2 separate regions of the Triticum aestivum genome follow, and region 1 is linked to region 2. Evidence: chromatin contacts called from public Hi-C data. All regions are on one chromosome and are shown on one strand. The core of a region is the stretch at or near the end of the contact, and the rest is flanking DNA. Distances in the headings are between cores, read along the strand shown. Region 1 holds the start of LOC123080288 (AP2-like ethylene-responsive transcription factor CRL5). Region 2 holds the start of LOC123141088 (kinesin-like protein KIN-14O).

Evidence for each region. A called contact is a pair of places that touch in the nucleus more often than the background predicts.
Region 1: a Hi-C map of leaf shows a contact between it and region 2, with 2.5 times the contacts expected there. The contact joins the promoter of LOC123080288 here to the promoter of LOC123141088 in region 2. A contact is called at or near these places in 2 of 5 Hi-C or Micro-C datasets (both in leaf).

The regions. Positions count from the first base shown.
Region 1 is chr1B:596,474,035-596,477,581 of IWGSC CS RefSeq v2.1, forward strand. LOC123080288 (AP2-like ethylene-responsive transcription factor CRL5) reads left to right here and starts at 1,268. Exons shown (of 1, transcript XM_044503204.1): 1 at 1,268-1,903. The coding sequence starts at 1,325. The coding sequence ends at 1,903.
Region 2 is chr1B:596,053,870-596,057,645 of IWGSC CS RefSeq v2.1, forward strand. LOC123141088 (kinesin-like protein KIN-14O) reads right to left here and starts at 1,474. Exons shown (of 11, transcript XM_044560351.1): 1 at 693-1,474; 2 at 290-477; 3 at 114-197; 4 at 1-18. The coding sequence starts at 410.

The DNA of each region.
Region 1 (3,547 bases), core at 18-2,517, 420 kb after region 2:
ATTTCTTACGGACAAAACGGTCGAACTATATTTTCTTTATATAGATTTTTCAAAATTATTCAAATTCAAACAATTTTTCACTGATTTCTCCAAAAGAAATTTATGTACATTTATTCTGCAGTATATCTTCTTTTATCTACATTTTTAATTTAAAATTATTCAAATTCAAGAAACAAATTTGATTTTCCCAAAAAAAATAAGTACATTCATTCTGACTTATATTTTTATTTTATCTAGATTTTCAAGTTTAAAATTATTTAAATTAAAACAAAATTTTCATTGATTTGTCCACAAGAATTTATGTTCATTCAGTCTGTACAAGATTTTTAAGTTTAAATTATTAATTTTGAAACAAAAATTAAGTTGATTTTCAAAACCATCTAAAAAACATTACATTCGATCTGACTATATTTCCTCTTATCTAGGTTTTCAAAATTTAATTATCCAAATTCAAGCAAAATTTTCGTCGATTTTCCAAAGATTTTACGTGCATTCATAATGCACTGGATTTTTTCAGTTAAAACTATTAGAATTCAAACAAAAATTTAGGTGATTTTTTCAAAATAATTACATACATACATTCATCCTGGAATATATATCCTTTTGTGTAGATTTTCAAATTTCAAATTATTTTAATTCAAACAAAATTTTATTCAATTTTTCGGAAAAGTGTATCAAGAAATATAAGTTGTTTACTTACATAGGAAAAAACAAAGAAGAATACAAAAGATATGTGTATATCTCTTTAGTTACACACACGGCTATACAATTTTTGCACACCTTTTTTCGTTTTTATTTCCACTTTAATTAGTACTGTCCATGTTATATAAAGCTAACTGTGATATCTAATTGTCAAATGTCAGTTGGGAGTGGTTATGCATGCGCTGCTAATCGCAGCAGGTCGTGAGTTCGAATCCCATCCCCTGCACCGGCGTTTTCAATTTTATTTGAGGATTTTTTGTGTAAATAAAATATAAAATATAAGGGTGCTTTTTGAAAAGAAAAAAAAGTGCTCATGGATTACCCACAGCCTTAGAGCATCTCCAACAGGCGCGGCAAAACGCGCGCCCACGCGGTAAAATCAATTTTTCGCGCGCGCCGGTTGGTTCCGAGCGCTCCAGCGGTAGAGGGAAGTTAGCGCGCGCAGGAAGCGTTTGCGCACGCGCGGTACAAAGCGGCACGCGGCGCGCTAGATTTGGCGCGCCGCTTCGCGCGCGCCTATAAAGTCCCGCGCTTCGCCACGCGCCCTTCTCCTCGCAATCTCGCCGCTTCGCACTCCACCGCTTCGCCGCGTCGCCGCTTTCTGCGCCACCACCGCGCCACCATGCCGCCGCGCCGCCGGGGTGCTTCGGGCTTTCGCGGCGTCCGCGAGCGCCCCAACGGCTGGTACTCCGCCGAGATACGGGCCGGCGACGTCCGGCTCGGCCTCGGGACGTTCCGGAGCGCGCGCGAGGCGGCCCGCGCGTACGACGCTGCGGCGTGGCGCTTGGACAGGCCCCGATCCCAGATGAATTTCCGGGACGTCTTCACGCGCGAGGAGGCGCAGCGCCTCGCCCCTCCGCCGCGGCTGATCACGGACATGGACCGTGCCGACCACGCTCGGCGGCAGCGCCGTCTCCTCGTCGCCGAGGAGGACGAGCGAGCCATGGCAGAGTGGCGCCGTCGCCACCCAGAGGACGTCGACGCCGAGCATGCCTACTGGGCGGAGAGGACGGCAAGGCGCCACTCGGAGCGGGCGGACCGGCGTCAGCGGAAGGCAGTGGCGAACGAGCAGTGCGACATCGTCTCCGCAGGTGGGAGGTCGTTCTTCACCTCGGACGATGAACGTTGGGACGACGTCTGGCTCTCAACCTCGGACGACACCGACGAGGATGACGATGGTGATGGCAGCGACTTAGCGTAGTTTTCTATCTATGTATGCCGTAGTAATTTCTATCTATCTATCTATGTATGTTGAACTATCTATCATCTATGCCGTAGTAGTTGCATCGATGTAAAATATCTATGTATCGCTTTTTTTATCTATGCAATTTTAATTAAAAAAATATTATAGAATGAGCGCAGGCGCTGCATTTTACTGCGCCTGCGCGAGCTGCGCGCGCGCGGCTTTTCAACGCGGCTGCTGGAGCAAACGCTGCGCGCCGCGCCAAACCAGGCGATGGGCGCGCGCCAAATCTGTTTTTATAGCGCGGCGCGTTGGGCGCCTGTTGGAGATGCTCTTAGACACTGAAAGTGCCCCCCCGCAACTTGGCATGCCATGTCTGCATGGGATATGGCTGAATACAACAGAAAGCATTGTATATGAACGAGAGAACAAGTTAGATGACTAGAAAAACATATTTTACAAGTCTACTAGCAAAAATGCCCGTGCGTTGCAACGGGAGAAAATTTTAACTTCCCTAGCATAGACTAAAATATAAATCATTATTTAATTTATGATCCACGACAATTATTTCTAAGATGAAAAAGAATTATGCATTCAATCATACCGTCTTTGCAAAATGATCACAGTTCAGTTTGTGGCTTCATAGTTTCGTTCTCACTTCCATGCCACAATCAAAGGAGAAGAAAGAAAAAAATGTTTCGGAATAGGCCCATCTTGGCTGACGTAGGGGAGAGATAGAAACGTATTTTTTTCAAAGGCACACATTTTTGGAATTGGTGATTTTTTGAAATTAATGAACATTTTTTGTTTGACGAACATTATTTTTAATGCATGCAGCGAACATTTCTGCAATCGATGATTTTTTTTAAATTCACGGTCATTTTTTATTTTTTGTGAACATTCTTATAAAAATTAATGAACATGTTTTGAATTCACAGATATTTTTTTAATTCATAAATATTTTACTACTTCTGAAACATTTTTCAAAATTCACATTTTTTAATTTGGAACTTTTTTGAAATCCCAAAATAATTAAATAAGAAAAAAGAAAAAAGAAAATAAGAAAATACCGGCGTCCCTCCCTGCTCATGGGCCATCCTAATAGGGTGCACGGTTTCTAAAATATTTTTCAATATTCTCATTTTCTTTTGAAATTTGGAACTTTATAAAATCCCAAATTATTTTAAAAAAGGAAACTAGAAAGAAAAAACGAAATAAGGAAAAGGGAAGCCCCTCCCCGCTAATGGGCCGGCTCAATAGGGCGCACGCCCGTGGAGCATATATGAGAAGCTATTCCTCAACGTTCTGAAGGAACATTGTGTATGGTGGACTGGTTGTTGCGTTGTGCCCTGATATAAGTGACCAGGGTTCGACTCCGCCTGGTAGCACTTTTTTTAACGTAAAACAGCGACGGACAAAAAACAAAAGACTGACGAAAAACATTGATGGACCAAAAATAGTGGAGAAACAATCCGTCCTTTGCCGTGATATATAAGTGACCAGGGTTCGAGTCCGTCCGGTAGCATTTTTTTTAACGTAAAACAGCGACAGACAAAAAACAAAAGACTGACGAAAAACATTGATGGACCAAAAATAGTGGAGAAACAATATGTCCTTTAATATTAGGTATAGATATGGACCAAACTGATCGTCATGTGCTCT
Region 2 (3,776 bases), core at 224-2,723:
AGAACACCCTGATGCTTCCTGAATTTTATCCAAATTCAGCTTCTTAGAGTCTCAAGGAATACTAACTCTAAATCTATGCTGCTGCTATCTAGTTCTAGGATCAAAGGCGGTACCTTTCAGGTCTATGAGCTTGTCCAGCGCCTCACGTCTCCTCCGGTTGAGATGCCTCTGCCTCGATCTCAGAGCAGAAATCTCTTCTGAAACACCACCGAGCCGAACGAGTTATTTAGCCGGTGAATCATCACATGAATGAACTGAATAAACAGGAGAGGAGAGTGGTGGTCTCAACCATGCAGAGTTGAGATTTCCTTGTCATGGCCAAGTACGACTCCACCGTTGGGGAGATCCGAGCTCAGGTTCTCCAGTGGCAGCATTATATTTACATGCCCCCCCATGGCCTCCTTCTCCATGCAAAGAAATCAAGAGCTTCTTCTTCTTCCTTCCTTCCTTCCTCAGAGAAGCTTCATCTGCTTCATACTGAGAGAAGAAACCAGAGTATCAGCACTATCTTTGTGAAGGAATATGAAAGAACTCATTACAAGCAAAGAATGACAAGAGCAGAGGGAATATATTCCAAACGCCTTTGCAATGATTGGCCCTACGCAGGCAGGAGGACATCAATAATTCAATATGTGTACTTCAAATGGAATCTACCCAGCTAAATAACATTAAGTACATGATTTCTCCAATACCTTATGATTGTTGCATCTGTAGCCCCTCTTGGACCCAATTAATATAGGAGCTTCTCCCAAATAGCTTCTTCAGAACAAAAAGAACACAAGAAAGATCACCAATCCAGCGTAATTTAGCACTAGTACCTTGAGGAGAGTCTGCTGCTGCTTGAGCCTCCTGTCCCTGATTCCTTTTCTCCTCGGGAAACAGGGAGTTGTGTTCTTGATCTTTGATCTGGAGGCAGAGTAAGGACAGATAATATGAGGAATAAAGAGCGAGCCAAGCTAGGGGACAAGACAACCCCTCACTACAATGCAGCTCAAGGCTTTTTGGTGCTGGATCTTGATGGCTAAAGCTGGGACTGGGGGTGGCTAGAGCCTAGAAGCAATTACCAAAGCTCAAAGCTGCATCCAGCACATGGCTGTGGAAGAAGGAAGAATCCTACCCTATCCCAAGCCACAAGAATGCACGCTCTGGCTTTATTCCACTCAGGAACAGCACACAAGCAAAGGTAAGCTATACGCCGGAAAGCGCTTCGCACCACACTGGAAAGGGAAAGCCTGAAAAAAAGGGGCTTCTTTCTTTCCAAGATCACCCAAGGGAATGATGTATCAGAGGAAGAAACCCATCAATAAACAGTTGTGCAAGATGCAACTGTTGTTTGGGGATGAGAGAGAGGAGCACTCCAAGTCTGCTACTGCTGCATGTGTAGTCCAGGCAAGAGACAGTTAGGTGGCGTGGAGAGGCCTGGATTTAGAAAATCCAGGGGATGAAATGGTGTGATCAAACAGCCCCCGCACCACTCGCTGGAAAACCAATCGGGGAGGAGAGCCGGTGACCGGACCGGATCGTCTGTGGTGCCAGCTTTTGAAGGCATTTGCTGTGTTGTCTGCTGGACATCTATTTAAGTGTTGGTAACTCTGCTTTTTATGAAGATGTCTTTCTGTTAAATTTTGTTGCTGACAGCAGTTAATGGGTTTGCTGGTAGATTCTTGCCTTTGGGTTGATAGGATGGCGCGCGGCGCGGTGGGACTCAGGGCAATGACACAGAAAATCTGGGCGGGCTGCCAAGATAAAGTAAACTATCTAGTTCTGTGTTCCGTTGACTGCAGGAGTGCAAATAGTTCCAAAATTCAGTAAAGGCTTCCTTTACCCATGAGGATTCTACTGGCCGCTGCAGAGTTCTTCCTCCATGCAGATTTGTAGTTCTCTGCTGAAATGAGTAAGAAATGGCCCACAGACAGATAGACCAAACAAGGTTCAGATTTGTTTAGACTGTTTGAAACACTATACTTTTTTGGGGGGATTTGACTGGTTAGAAGTTTATGAAATTCTTGTGTTCCAAACGGGCCCTTATTTTGTGTTAGTACTAGCAGCAAGCAATAACGACATCCTATGACATCTGATAAGCCCTTTTCCGTACCTATGACACTTGAAAAGCTATTTTATTTTGTAATTGGAGAAGTCCTAAATGGAGCACAGTTTGCATAGCAACAACCAACAAGTCTCCATCTCAAGAACAAAATACACATTAAGGAGCAAGAATGTCATGTCATGCAGGGTACTGATCCAATGTTGGATATGAAGAAATCTTATTCACGGCTTCTTGGATTCTTGCAATAAGATTCAGAGGTACAACTCTCTTAACCACCTTGTACTCTTCTCCTGAACGAGAATTATCCTTTGATGGGAATCCTCTTCTACAAAAATATTTTTAATTTGTATCGCTGCCGTGTTTGCCGCCTAACCGCTATTGCTCACCTAACAATCTGCTTGCTACTAATTAAAAAGGGTGAAGATTTAGATTGCATCTCCTGTGTAAGAAATGGGATGTGGTTTGTACGATAGTGGATGCCAACTACATCTCTCCAATAAAATACAGGTCATGCCTGCTCCTAAAGCCAAATAGGTCCAAGGTTTCAACTGATCTAGCTAGACAGACCAATAATATATTATTAGGAAAAGGACAGGTGATGCCGAAGTTTCAACTGATCTTTGTCATCCCATGTTCTCAACTTCCAAATGCATCGGATACCAAGTGCATATAATATAACTAGATACTAGGCCCGTAAGGGATTCTTTTTCCTGGGTTTTTTTGAACTTTTTTTTACTGCTCCTGGAAAATTGACGCGCGTGAATGGGTAGTTTCTCTAAGCAGCGTAACGCGTGTGGAGTCAAAGAATTCCAGGGCGTACTCATTTTTTAGGAAAAAGTTCAAAATAAACCTTAAAGTTGTAACCAAAAGCTAAATCAAACCCTAAACTTTGAATTCCGGAAATTGGCACTCTGAACTTGTAATCCCGGTCTATTTTAGACCCTAGACCTGTTTGACACACCAGGAATATTACTCCCTCCGTTTTTTTTAGTCTGCATATAAGATTTGGTCAAAGTCAAACTTTGTAAGTTTGACCAGCTTTGTAGGAAAAAATATAAACATCTACAATACTAAAGTTATATGGTATGAAAATTAATTTCATAATGCATCTAACAATATTGGTTTCATATTGTGAATCTTGGTATTTTTCTTTGTAAACTTGGTCAAAGTTAACAAAGTTTGACTTTGACCAAATCTTATATACAGACTAAAAAGAAACGGAGGGAGTACAATCCCGGCTGGGATAACCAGCTACTCTCAGAAACAAGAATTTGGGCCAGCCCACTATAACACAAGAAGAATTCGTGAAGGTTAAAACATGTTTGCACGTTTCTAAAATTGTTCAGAAGTTAAAAAAGTTCATGTTTTATATTTTTAGCACGAATTCAACTCATTTTGTATTATTTAAAAATTATTTGGAATTCTGAAATTCTGTTCGCATTTTAAAAAACTGTTCGCGATTTACAAAAAATCATATTTGTCAAAAAATGTTCAGAATTACAACAGTTATTCACATGCTATTAATTTTTCCGGATCTTCAGAATTGTGTCGCATTTTCTGAATAATATTTTCGGAATTTTCATAAATTATTTCGTAAATAATGTTTTTTAAAAAATGATTCAGATTGTTGGCTGCGGACTCGACTGGGCCGGCCCATCAGAAATAAAGCGAGTTTTTTTTCTTATCACGTGCTATAAACATTCTTTCTTTCTTTTTCTTAACGCGCGAC